Linked DNA regions of Zea mays: all the other regions are linked to region 3. Evidence: chromatin contacts called from public Hi-C data. All regions are on one chromosome and are shown on one strand. Each heading gives the region's core, a stretch centred on a gene start, on an enhancer-like site or on the middle of the called end of the contact. The rest is flanking DNA. Distances are from core to core; before and after follow the strand shown. Region 1 holds the start of LOC103636155. Region 2 holds the start of LOC103636156 (WUSCHEL-related homeobox 7-like). Region 3 holds the start of LOC103637397 (ras-related protein RABA1f).

Region 1 (3,989 bases), core at 704-3,203, 170 kb after region 3:
ATCTAGTGATAGGCTTCTCCCTTGGTTGTGGCAGCATGAGGTTTCTAGGTGAGGTTTCCAGGTCTCAGGGTCCTAAGAGTTGTGGTCATATTATGATGGGTCCTAATGTTAGTCTCTTGAGCCGGAATCCTTGAATATGTCTTTGTGGTAACTGAAGATTTAGCCTTCTCTGAAGGCTAATAACAATCATGATATTTGAATATTCTTTTAAAAACTAAAGGGTTGTGTATTTTATTAAAAAAAGGAAAATCAAAATTGAGCCACATGTTCTACTAGATGACAACTATAAAAGAAGAAAACATATATCATGTATGTGGGGAAGCTCTCTCTTTGCCTATTTGTTAGGGATGCAGCGGGTAAGATAGTAGGTGGGCACACAAGGCCATATCCATACACATGAGAGAGAAAATACCTTATACTCGTATCCACAACCTATCATGGATACAAAATTACCTCATACCCATACTCACCATGGGTAGCGGGTACCCATCAGGTACCTATACCCACCAACATTCCAGTAGATATGATCATTTTAATCGTAAAAGTAAGTACCAAATACAAAATGTTAAAACTCCATACCTTATCAATAATAAAAGATACTGACTACATATTATCTTTGTGTCCAGTATGACAAAATCATCGAACCCAACATGTCATAGGTTAGCGGGGATTTACACAATTTCGCACAGAGAATTAGGGTTAGGTTTTTGGCATTTTATTTTATATACAACACTTCTAATAATCTAGACCTACATGCCATAGGTTAGCACATTTCCCATTGATTAGCGGGTATGGAACAAGAGAAGACATACCTATGCCTACCAAATCTGATGGGTATAGTAAATGCTCCAATAAAATTTATTTGGACATAAAAATTCGCCATACTTGTATTATAATAGGGTTTGATCTATCGAGCATAATGTTTTAGATATCCATTGCCATTCTACCGTTTTTGAAAAAATAGACCTAGACTAAACATAGCGTGTTGTGGAGCACATTTTTTATTTGCGGCTATATAGTACGACAATAGCTCGTGTCCCATTTTAGCTACCTTAAGCTAAACAAGCTAGATAATAAAAGTCTGTTTGTTTGGAATTATAATCTATTCACATTATATCATCTAACTTATTTTAAACTAGATAAACTTTAGATAGAGCCTATATTTTATTACCTCATTGCCTTCTCAACGGTACCCATCTAATATTGAGTGATTGACCTATGTACCTTTGATTTTTACTATTGGCACCAAATAAAAAATATACTCATGTCCTTTTAATTGTATTAACTAGTCTATTATGTAAAAACCAAACACCTTATTGCTTGCTAGCTAAAGTTTAGCTAAGATGAATTTAAACATTTCCTTAGATGCTAAGGTACTCCCTCCGGTTTCCTATTAGTTATCGTTTTGAATAAGTTTCGAGTCAAACTTATAAAATTTTGACTACAAATAACTATTTTGTTATTTATTTTTGGAACCTAATATTTATATGCACCAATTTATTATAAAAATTACTTTTATAAAAGTATAAATGTATTAAGAGTTCATTTGTATTTTAACAAAAAACATTGGTCAAAGTTATATTTTGGAGACCGTGTCGTTGTCCTAAACGACAACTAATAGGAAACCGGAGGGAGTACGATGCATGTTTGGCAAATTGCAATTTGTTAGGTTTAAGTTGACCTAAGCGGGGTTGTCAAACCTCCAAGTTTCATCTGTACCAAAAACAAAACACAGAGAATCTTGCACGTTGTTGGCATCCGAATCACATCAAACAGGGACCTAAATCTTTTTCATCAGCATGGTTCATTGAAGAAGGAAAAAATGTGCTTATTACCTGCTCCTCATGTAGCACGTTTCAGCTGTCAAAACCAGAATGAGAATCCAGACTAACAATGGTACAAACGGGCACACAGAGAGGTTAAGCCCCAACACCGCCGTCCAGGCTGGAGGCACACGTTAATCGTCTTCATCAACAAACAAACAAACAACGCGCAATTCCCTAGTTCTCTCGTGACCGCCTTCCCTCCTCTCCTGCGTCCCAACTGGGCAATTCCCCAAACCTAACTAACCTTTGCCACCGCGGGAGCCACCATGGGTGGCCAGATGCCGGACGCCGACGGGAAGGCCCGCTCGGCGGACTCCTCGTCCTCTTACGGGTACCCGCCGTCGGCGCCGCCGCAGCACCAGTACGGCACCTTTGGTCCCCCATCCGGAGCCTCCGGGGAGTTTCCGCAGCCGGCGGTCGGGTTCCCCCAGCCGGCGGCGCCGCCTGGGATGCAGCACTACCCGCAGCCTCCTCCGGCGTCGTATGCCGTCTACCCACCCCCGCAGCAACCCTACTCGGCCGCCGCGCCGTACTACGCCCAAGGCTACCAGATCGCTCAAGGTACGGAAGCGCCTTACGAGGCGCTGCATCCCGGTTCATTTTTTTTCATAGGATCGATCAACGGGAGGCGTTCTTTTGACCGAGGAGTCTTGTGTGGCTGATTCATCGTGTAGATCTTTTCAATCGCCTAACCCCTTTGCTTATTTGCATTACATTGTAAGCTCAAAATTTAGGTGTTGTCCTGCCCAGCTGTCTTCCTGTTTATCTCCTGTGTATCTGAATCTGCAGTTCCTGCTGCATCCCTTTTTTTTTCCCCATCACTTCTAAGTTGCAGGCCAACGGCGTTGGTGTTGCTCATCCCAAATTAGACACTTGAGATCGGTAGTTCATGGAGTTCGAGGGAAACTGAATTTCTCTTTGAACTTCGAAGTGTTCTGAAATGTTAAAGTAAATGAGCAGGAAATTTGATTTGTAGGAACAACCAAATATATGCAGGGCAGTTCATTTTCAGCGAAGGATTGCATAAATAATTCAACTCTCCAAATAAATCCGTAAAATGAATAATTCAGTATATAATTTATATTTATGTTCGAAATGGTGGAAGATATGAAGTCAACAACTACACTGGAACTTTGACTGAACTTGGGTAATTATTTGTTTGCATTTTGGTGCTTTGTAGGTTATATTCCTGTTGTTGAAGGAAGGCCTGTTAGAATCCGTCCTCTTCCATGTTGTGGCCTTGGCATGGGGTGGTTTCTGTATGTTTGTTTTTCCTAAATATCAATCATCTCACAATTCATATATGAACCTGTATTGGTCTCTGAGGAACTGATATTTCCACTGTTTGCTACAGGTTTATAATTGGGTTCTTCTTTGCTGCCATTCCATGGTATCTTGGAGCTTTTGTGCTGATTTGTGTCCGAGTACGTGATTACAGGGAGAAACCAGGATATGTTGCTTGCACTATTGCTGTAAGTCCTTCCTAGCAATGTATGCATTGCTCATATGTTTCCGCCAGCTATTTGTTAATGGATTTTAGATGCAAAACATCCATTAAGCATGTGAGAATTTAGGGCCAATATCAGGGTTATTTAACAGTTTTACACACACGAACTGCTGCTGCAAATACAGAGTCAACTCCTGTCACTAAACTACACCATTGCATTTCAATAGCCCCTATAAAGCTATTGGAGATGGATATTCAAATAAAAAGACTTACCACATCGTATAGTTGAAGAAGTGCATGCTCTTTATGTTTCCAAAAAGACAAAAAAAGAACTTTGTAAGGGTTTAATGGATTTCAACATAGCTTTTGGTATCTCTTTTTTTTCCCGATGGAAGCTTTTGGTATCATCTCTTACTTGGATGGGAAGCATATGTCAGTTCAACTAAATACAATTCTATGGAATGCGCTGCATAAATTTAGCTTGGCACTACATGGTGAAAGTGTTTGTTACTATCTGACCATGTGATGTGATGTTTAGTAGCCATTGTTACTGTAGACCTGTGCCTTCTCTTCCAAATTAATGCACAAAGGTTGCGCTAACTTTGCCCCCAAACTTTTTTGGTGCCATGGACAGGCCTCGCTTGCTGCAATTGCTGTGCTGCTTGGCGCCACAAAAGGAGCGGAGGTGTGGTGAGCATTATGCCTTCAATTACCAG
Region 2 (4,487 bases), core at 1,432-3,931, 130 kb after region 3:
AACTTTTATATAAATTTAATTAAATTTGATATACGGTACTATTCTAAAATGTTTTTTTAAACACAGTACCGCTGAAAGGCCTAAAGAGGGGGCAAAATGTATGAAGAGTCTTCAAATCATGTTCTCTTCACCAGTAGCGTAGTACTACAGATTATTAGTGTCGTTAGCTACTTACATGGATGACGACAAACTGCTACATAGATATTGCGTGCGTGACCAATGCATAATCTATGTTTGCACAAGGCTCCAACTCTATGTACTCGTTTCATGGAAGCACACATGTATTCGGTAAAAAAAGTGAAATAAAGTATACATGCAAAAGATGGATTCATTACGTGCAGCATTGGATGCATCTACATATGATGTTCTCTGTACTTCATACCTTCGAAGCATTCCATCATGAACGGCTTTTGTTTCCCGATGGGGAGAACAAGACACAAATTTTGGTCTTTTCTAAAGCTACTCTGCTTGCAAACTGACAAATTTCCACAACTTTTTTTATCATGCATGGCAAAGTCATGCAGGAAAGATGTGATGACAAGATCGAACATATGTACATTCCTACAAGAGATTTCGCACGCATGCATGCATGGCTTAATCCTACCGATTGCCACATGCGTCCCTTTAGACATACAAACACTGACACAGCATCCTTTGTATTGGGATCGGTAAGATGTGATTGCACCGGAGAAATTTTTTTTTCTTATCAGAACAAGATGCGTTTGAATTTTTAAATGGGATTTGTGCAATTCCATGCCAACACATGCGCTGATGCGCATAGAGCCAGGACGTCTTTGAGCATATCATAAAACATATACTGCTGCATATATATGTTAAAGCTAGCTAGCAGCCTAGCACTGGTATTGAACACTATAAAAATGAAACTACCTGAAGAAAGATCCAATATACTATGCGAGAGAAAGGACCTCCTAATCATGTGATGCGAAACACTGACAGTGACAGTCCCAATCCATACGAACACAATCCAAGCATACGATGATACAATAATAATGTACTGAGAACAAAATGTACGGAATGGTACTCCAAGATTACCTTGCAGCAGATCATAGTTGACGACAACAGCATTAGTACTTGCAGGCAAAGATGTGAGCCCAGCCGTCGCCACGCTCGCAGCGGTTCCCGGCGACGCAGCAAGGGGCACCGCCGCGGAAGCCGTCTCCATGGCCGCGCTAGCTTCGAAGCCGTACTGCAGCAACCCCAGCGTCGTGGCGTGCTCGTGCGCCGCGTCCCTTGCTACGGTGTTGGTCGCCGCGGTGGTATTGTGCTTGTGGTGCTGATGGTGATCAGCGCCGCCCACGGGCCAGAACTGCCCGAGCCCCGCCGGGCCCCAGGCGCATGTCCTGTGACCAGTGACAGTCGGCTCTGTCACCTCGTTGTACAGCCCCAAGAACGCTCCCGCAGGCAACGTCGCCGGTGGCTGCTGCTGCACGGGCACGTCGTGCCTGTACTGGCCCCCGAGAATGCTGGCGACCTCGGCAGCCGACAGGAAGTAGCCTTGTGGCCACGGCTGGAAGACGGGCTCGTCGGAGGCTACAGGGTCCTGCACCTTGTGCGCTGGCAACGCCGAGACCGGCGCCACGGGGTGGGCTTGGTAGTACATCTGCGCACACGCCGCGCCGAGCGGCCCTGGAAAGTTCATGGCCGCTGCCGTCGCGGACATCGGCTGCGGCGCCGGCTTGCTGGACCCAGAGGAGCGGTCGGAGGAGGACGAGGACGAGGAAGCTGGCGCCTGCGCGGGCGAGGCGAGCACCTGGAATTGGTTCTGGATCAAGGGCTGCGGCGTGACGGGCGGCGCAGCGGCCCCGCAACCCGGCGCGCGCGCAAGGCCCAGCCCCAGCTGTCCGGTGCGCTGCTTGTTCTTGGAGCGGGACTTGCGGTTCTGGAACCAGTAGAAGACGTTGGCGTCGCCGACCTGGCCGTACTCCTGCAGGCGCATGCGGATGCGGGGGATCTCGTCGCGCGGCGGGTTGACCATGCCGGAGTTGAAGATGGCCTCCAGAATCCGGATCTGCTCCGGCCTGGGGTTCCACCGGGGCTTCGGATCCGGGGTCCGCTCCTCGCCACCTACGCATGCACAGATCGAGAACCAAGATAATCAGCCAGTACGTACGTAGTCAGCTTCAGTTCACCCCTCGATCTTGATCCCCGTCTCCCTACAAATAAACCCTACCTCTAGCTAGCTGCGACAGTATCATGCATGCACATGCTCGATCGATCGGTGTGGGTGCATGTGCAATTGTGCATGCATACATCTAGGAAGGAGTAGGGACGACGGTGGCGTACCTGAGTAACCTGAGAGGGGGTGCTTGAGGCAGCGGCCGATGGTGGTGGTGCTGCTAGAGCCGCCACCTGAGAGGAGCGACGGCGGCGAGCTGCTGATGTCAGGCTGCGCCTGCCACGGCTCAGCGGCGTGCTTGGACCTAAACATGCTCGGCCAGTGACTGGTTTTGTTGTTGAAGGAGGAGGCCATGCCGAGCCGATTATCTTTCTTCTCTCCTCTCGTTGCCCCCCTTTCTCAGCACCAGATCTTCTCCTTATTGTGAGAGTGAGCTCACGACGACACTCTAGAACAGCGGCTGAGAAGATCGGAGGAATTAACAGTAGGAAGATCAGTGAGCTCCCTAGCTGCCCTGCTGTCGCACCTTGTCGCTACACTACACTATTGGGGCATATGGCTCGCACACTGCTGACTGCCTCTTTTATAAGGACATACGTATACAATCTCATTGAATACATTATCCTCCTTAATAACTGTTTCTAGGGCTGGTAAATAAAATAAAAAAAATCAAGAGACAGTATCTTTATAAAGAAGATCGTCTCTACACAAATTTTCAAAGAGAAAAGATGACAGCGTCTTAGTCTTAGTTTGTAGTAGGTATATATGTTTTTTTCTTAAAAACATCTAATACAACTAATAAAATGTATTTATTAAAAACACTTATCTTAGGGACATTTTATTATATGTTATTGTAATTTCTTAACCAAATTTTCCATAGACTATGGGATATACCATACATGCCCTAAATGGCCGCACCTACCCTATAGATGTCCAAACGGGCCACCCGGCACGGATCCGGCCCGAACCCGTTTCGACCCGGTACGAATAGGGCCGGGCCGGGCACGGCCCGTTGATGCTTCGGGCCGGGTCGGGCTGGCCCACGTGCCTAGGGACATGCCCAAACCCGGCACGCACAGGGAAAAATCGTGCCGGACCGGCCCGTTGGCCCGGTGGGCCTCAACGGACCGGGCCGGGCACTGGCCCGAACCAACAGTAGAACGGTATATAAATACATATATTTAACAGAATTAATCATATATAATAACATATTATTTATATATATTAAGACAACAAAATATTTATGTATGCATTTTATATTTATGTATGCATTTTATATATGTTTGCCCGCGTATTTAGTATTTATATACTATGAGAGAATTAAATGTATTTACATATTTAGTATTTACATTAATATGCGGGCCGCCGTCGGGCCGACCCATTTATCGGGCCGGGCCGGGCCAAAGCACGCGGGCCGCCGTATCTGTCCATACCCGGCCCGCTAAACGGGCCGTGCCGGCCCGGGCCCGTAACCGACCGTGTCGGGCCGTGTTTGGACCGGGCTAAATTCGTGCCGTGCCACGGGCCAAACGGGCGGCCCGCACTGTTTGGACATCTATAACCTACCCTCGTTCTCGGCTCGCGGAGCACTGCCACGCAATGAATGGTCTCCCAGTTCTACTGGCCGAGCGAAGCCACTCTTCAGTCTCCCCCCTGCTCGGAGATGCGTGCTCACGGCCGGGTCGTGTGGCGTTGCATCGGGAGGGAACTGATGGACGGCTCGCCCCCGCTGCGCTGGTCATGCATGCAGTCATGCCGGACGGGTGCAAGTGCAACGTGCGGAGGTACGCGCGAGCTGGCTGCTACAGTGGTGAACCTGCTGCTACCACTGCCACTGCCAAGCAAGGTAGACACGGAAAACCGAAGCTGCCGTGTTCTGCCAGTTCTGACGGCGACCAGGCTGGGCGTCGCCTCGCCTTTCCGATCCCATTTGCCGGAAGGAATGAGAACTGTGCGGCCGCGTCGCAGGGTGATGGGGCGGCAATTTGACCGTGCATGGTCGGGTGAGCTGCTTGTTGCGAGGAAACCACGCGCCCGGTAGAATTTAAGGGCATGTACAGTGGGTGTCTTAAGTTGTGTCTTAGAGTGTGTCTAGGGGGGTGAATGTAAAAAATCTCAAGACATGTATCTTGACGAAGACACAGTGTCTTAGCTCTATATTCGAGACAGGAGACTACCTGATTGGTCACTTTAATTTATTGAATGCTCTGATTGGTACAATGAATATGGTAAGACACATGTTTTAGACATGACCACTGTATTATATTGTGTTTTAGTTGTGTCTTATACTTGGAGTACCGTGCGGCTGTATCTAGGTTGTACATGCCCTAAAGATGCTCTACAATTTGAG
Region 3 (4,410 bases), core at 543-3,042:
ACGTTGGTGGCGTCCAGCGCCGACGTCTCCATGGAGAAGGTGCCGTGGCGCTGGGCGAAGGCCGCGGCGTCCTCGGGTGACACGGCGCGCAGGTGGCGCAGGTCGGCCTTGTTGCCCACCAGCATGACCACGATGTTGGCGTCCGTGTGGTCCCGCAGCCAGCGCTCCGCGTTGTCGAAGGTGACGCGGCGGGGCACCAGGGGCGTGCCAGGATTTAGAGAATGGGTATTCGAAATGGTTAGAGAGAAAAAAAATTGGATGGCCTAAAGCCTATCCTAATAGCCTTTTTTACTAGAAAGTAAACTAAATCATAACTCACGTTAAAATAATAGGTCATAAGATGATGTTGTTCAACACTAAACATATTAAAGCATTAAATATAGAGAACATTAAATAGTATAAGAAAGCTTACATATTACAAGACAACCTTTCGATCCTTCAAGCTTTGAAATTGTGTGATAATGTCTTCATCCTTGACTTGCAAGAAGAATTGTCTTTCAATAAAAGTAACCAAACATCCATTAAATTTTTTTTGTCCCATCTTGCTTCTTAGCTTATTTTTTATGAAGTTCATTCAAGAAAAGATTCTTTCAACGCCAGCAGTTGCAACAGGAAGAACTGCTCAAATCAGTGGTAGCACTGCTCTTCATTTTCAAATCTGCAAATAAATCACAATACACTCAATTCAATGCCTAGTCTAAAACAAATTAAACTAGCAATTAAACTAGCATATTGTACACCAGAGTTACGGAACAAAATGACTGTTGACTCAAATATTTATTTTGTAACGGTACATATGGAGACGTAAGTATTAAAGTGATTGATACATGTTATTATGCTAACAGTACACATGAGAAAAAGATGGTAAAAATGCAATCACATAAAATATCTAAATGTAAACAAATGCTAATAGTAGACACTGATACACATACACCTGAATTCTTATGACCTGTAGGCTGCAGCGGGGATCAACAATCTTGGTATGGATCCATGGTTGTTGTTAAGACGTTGGCTACAACTTGCATGTTGTCGACTCGCCGTGGGTCGTGGCACTAGCTGGCTAGTTGCAGGTCGCGACGTCGTCCAGCGCTAGCTGCAGGTTGTCGTAGGCCACGTGCAGCCGCTCCCTTCCCCGATCCTTGTGGTCGCGTTGCCGCCGTCTTTCTGTTGGGATTAGGGCTAGGCTTCAGACGTAAGCCAGAGAGGAGGGGACAGAGAGCAATCCAAGCTAAAATCGGATGGGCCTGATGGGCCGCGCGACAGATAAGGGAAGGAGGCCGGTACAAAGGAAATTGTGATCCAAATAGCTAGAAAACGTTACTATTTTATGTTCTTTTATAATATTTCGATGTATATCATAGTATATATAGTATATATGTATACGTGAATTTTTTTTGTTAAAAATAATGAGTATTCAACTGAATACCCTTGATTCAATGTGGGCCCGCCCCTGCGGGGCACGTCGTACACCACCAGCGCCGCCCACCGCGTCGCGGGCCCGCGGTAGTACGCGCTCGTGATGGCGCGGTACCTGGAGGGACACGACAGGCACAAGGGCGCACACTGTAATCAGCAGCGATCGCCGAGAGGGTCAGGGAAACTGAATCGCAGGCTAGCGAAATGCAAGCAAGGAACTGAAAAGAAGGGCGTACCTCTCCTGCCCGGCGGTGTCCCAGATCTGCGCCTTGACGAGCTTGTCGTCGACCTGGACAGTCTTGGTGGCGAACTCGACGCCGATGGTGGACCTGGTCTCGAGGCTGAACTCGTCCCTGGCGAACCGCGACAGCAGTTGTCACTGGGTTACTGAACTTAAATGCTATGTCAATTGAGTCTCCGAAATTTTATTGGTTTACTACACAACACGTCAACATCAGGTTTATATGTGATATAACACATCAACATCCGGTTTACATGTTATAAAGATACATCTTTATCTTTATCTTCCAACATCCTATCTATATGGCTAGAGTTACTCACCCTAGTGTATATATGGACTAAATCATGTGTATCGCAACATAAAAAACATATTATATATATGGACTAAATCCTGTGTATCGCAACATAAAAAACATATTAATTCACATAAGTTATCATCCATTCACCAAAATAAAGTAAGGACCTTTCAATCTCTCCTTTTCTTGGTATTGATGATAATTCTATAAACAAAATGAAAACTAATCATAATCCAAGGTAGCACTTCACACTAGTGTAAATTGTTAAACTGGTTTGCATTTTATATCGCTTATCCAACTTTTAAGCTTTGTTATTATGATATGAATAAGCACCATAAAACTTTATTCAGTAGTGATAATGTCCCCTACATGTATGCTTGAATGATTTAGATTCAAGCTTATACATGAATGAGTACGAAATTTGTGAAAAGATTGTCAAGATAAAGATGTACTTTCGTAACATGTAAATCACTTATTAAAAACATAATGATGACGTGTCATGCCACGTTAGAGCGAACCAATGAAAGTTTAGGGGCTCAAGTGACATAACACGCTAAGTTGGGGACTTTAAGTGATATGCCACGTTGGCAATCGATTTTACAAACCCGGCGTTAGATAATTTTGCATGTGCTAACAAAGTTTGAAGACTTGTTTGTCCGGTTTTCTGAATTGAGTGGTAAGTAACACAGCGTGTTAGTAAACAGCTAGTGTACTTTACTCCAATTACAAACCCTTCCACTCCCACGCGTCGTCCCTTCTGGTGGGCTGCGGTGCTCTGCCTGACTGCTTGCCTCTGCTACTGGGAAAACGGGAGGAGCGGGATAGGGGGAGGGTGTACGGGGCGCAAGTTCGCCGCGGTTTGCTACAGCTATAGGTTGTTCTTGTGTTGTGCTGCTCTGTTTATTTGTTTGTTTGTGTGACGGCGCGGGAGGTACCAAAACCTAGATCTCCTATCCATACATTTAAGTCAAAGGCAGTCAATACTCAATACCGGTCGTATTTCCACCAATCCAGACCAAAAGATGTGAAGAAAGGTGAAAGGAGATCGAGGAACGAGAAGCAAGGTCACGGGACACATCAATCAACTGAGACAGGAAGAGGGCAGCAATGGCCAATGGTGGGGAGTAAACACGCCACACGCAGTAGGCACTAGACAGACAGCCTATAGGAATAACGTCCTCGCTTCTCTAGCTATGTGTGAAGTCCCATCGTCAGATCCTACGTTTTGCCGCCAAGCCCCGGCCAGGCCACGAGCCCACCACGACCAGATGTTCAAAGAGTTCAAATTATCTGAACTCGTAACCCCAGTAGGACAGTAGTCCTCTCCACCGTTGAAAAAGTTGTATTTTTCTAGGAAACAAATAGTCAGAATTTACATAAAAATATAAATGTTTATAAATAAAATAAGTATTGTTAAATTAGTTATAAGATATATATATTTTCAGAGTAAATTTATTTAGACACAGGGAGTAAGTATTTATATCTTTATTCAATTCTAATATGATACTAGACGAAAGCATCTGTATTTTACTATTATTTTACTCTATCAGTATGAAGTTCAGGTCCCTTGGAAATGCAGGAATTTCTGAGAAATTATATAGGAATCAGTTTATTTTCGCAGGAAAAACATAGGAAAGAAGAAAAATTCACGCATCCTAAAGGGATAGGTATCCTAAGATCCATCTAAAAATAATGACATCCTTTCATATGTTTGTTATGTTTATAAAAGATACCATCAACATTTATGTCACTTAGTAGATTATTAGAAATATATATATTATGATTCAACTAATGATACATATTACACATCATAAATATTAGTTATTTTTTTAGAAAAATATATCAGGCCTCATTAATTTACAGTAAGGTCTTAATGTTTGATGATCAATATACCTATTTGGACTAACGTTATTTGTTATCGTCTTTGGTTATAGTTCAAAGGATATGAAGTAGATTTGGACTAAGGCAAAGTGGTGATTCAAATGATCAACACCTCAAGCAAGGCAGTAGAAGGCATGTTAAATATATTTAATCATAAGCAAAAAGTTCAAGAGACAATATAGAAAATAATAATGATAACGAAAAAAACTTTTAGTAAAGAACTTGCAGAAGCCATCACATTTTTAAAACAAGTTTGCACTAAACAGAAAGCCTAATTAAAAACACTAAAAACAAAAATAGTTAGCCCACAAAATGCTTACCAAAATTTGCTTGAACAATATGAAATCTTTGCAAAACTTAATGTTGAGTGATATAATAAAATTAAGTAATTAAAGTCTAGTGCAAACACCTCACCGAAGAGGAACTAATGAATAAAAATTACAAACTAAAAGTAAAGTTATCTAGCTCACAAGATGCTTATGAAAGTTTTCTTAATAAAATGGACATCTGTATCAAACATAATGATGGTGTAACTAACAAGTTAGAGGCTATTGATAGTACCCCAAGACACCTAAAG

Evidence for each region. Hi-C and Micro-C count contacts between places; a contact is called where the count stands out from the background.
Region 1: a Hi-C map of ear shows a contact between it and region 3, with 2.4 times the contacts expected there. The contact joins the promoter of LOC103636155 here to the promoter of LOC103637397 in region 3. A contact is called at or near these places in 4 of 25 Hi-C or Micro-C datasets (ear, endosperm, tassel and 1 more).
Region 2: a contact with region 3 is called in a Hi-C map of ear, with 5 times the contacts expected there. The contact joins the promoter of LOC103636156 here to the promoter of LOC103637397 in region 3. A contact is called at or near these places in 4 of 25 Hi-C or Micro-C datasets (ear, root tip and tassel).

Annotation. Positions count from the first base shown.
Region 1 is chr8:153,163,226-153,167,214 of Zm-B73-REFERENCE-NAM-5.0, reverse strand. It overlaps LOC103636155, which reads left to right and starts at 1,953. Exons shown (of 4, transcript NM_001374460.1): 1 at 1,953-2,387; 2 at 3,007-3,085; 3 at 3,181-3,298; 4 at 3,908-3,989. The coding sequence starts at 2,093. The coding sequence ends at 3,967.
Region 2 is chr8:153,204,555-153,209,041 of Zm-B73-REFERENCE-NAM-5.0, reverse strand. LOC103636156 (WUSCHEL-related homeobox 7-like) reads right to left here and starts at 2,681. Exons shown (of 3, transcript NM_001301585.1): 1 at 2,305-2,681; 2 at 1,054-2,085. The coding sequence starts at 2,491.
Region 3 is chr8:153,331,993-153,336,402 of Zm-B73-REFERENCE-NAM-5.0, reverse strand. LOC103637397 (ras-related protein RABA1f) reads right to left here and starts at 1,792. Exons shown (of 3, transcript XM_020543182.2): 1 at 1,653-1,792; 2 at 1,462-1,531; 3 at 1-197. The coding sequence starts at 1,792.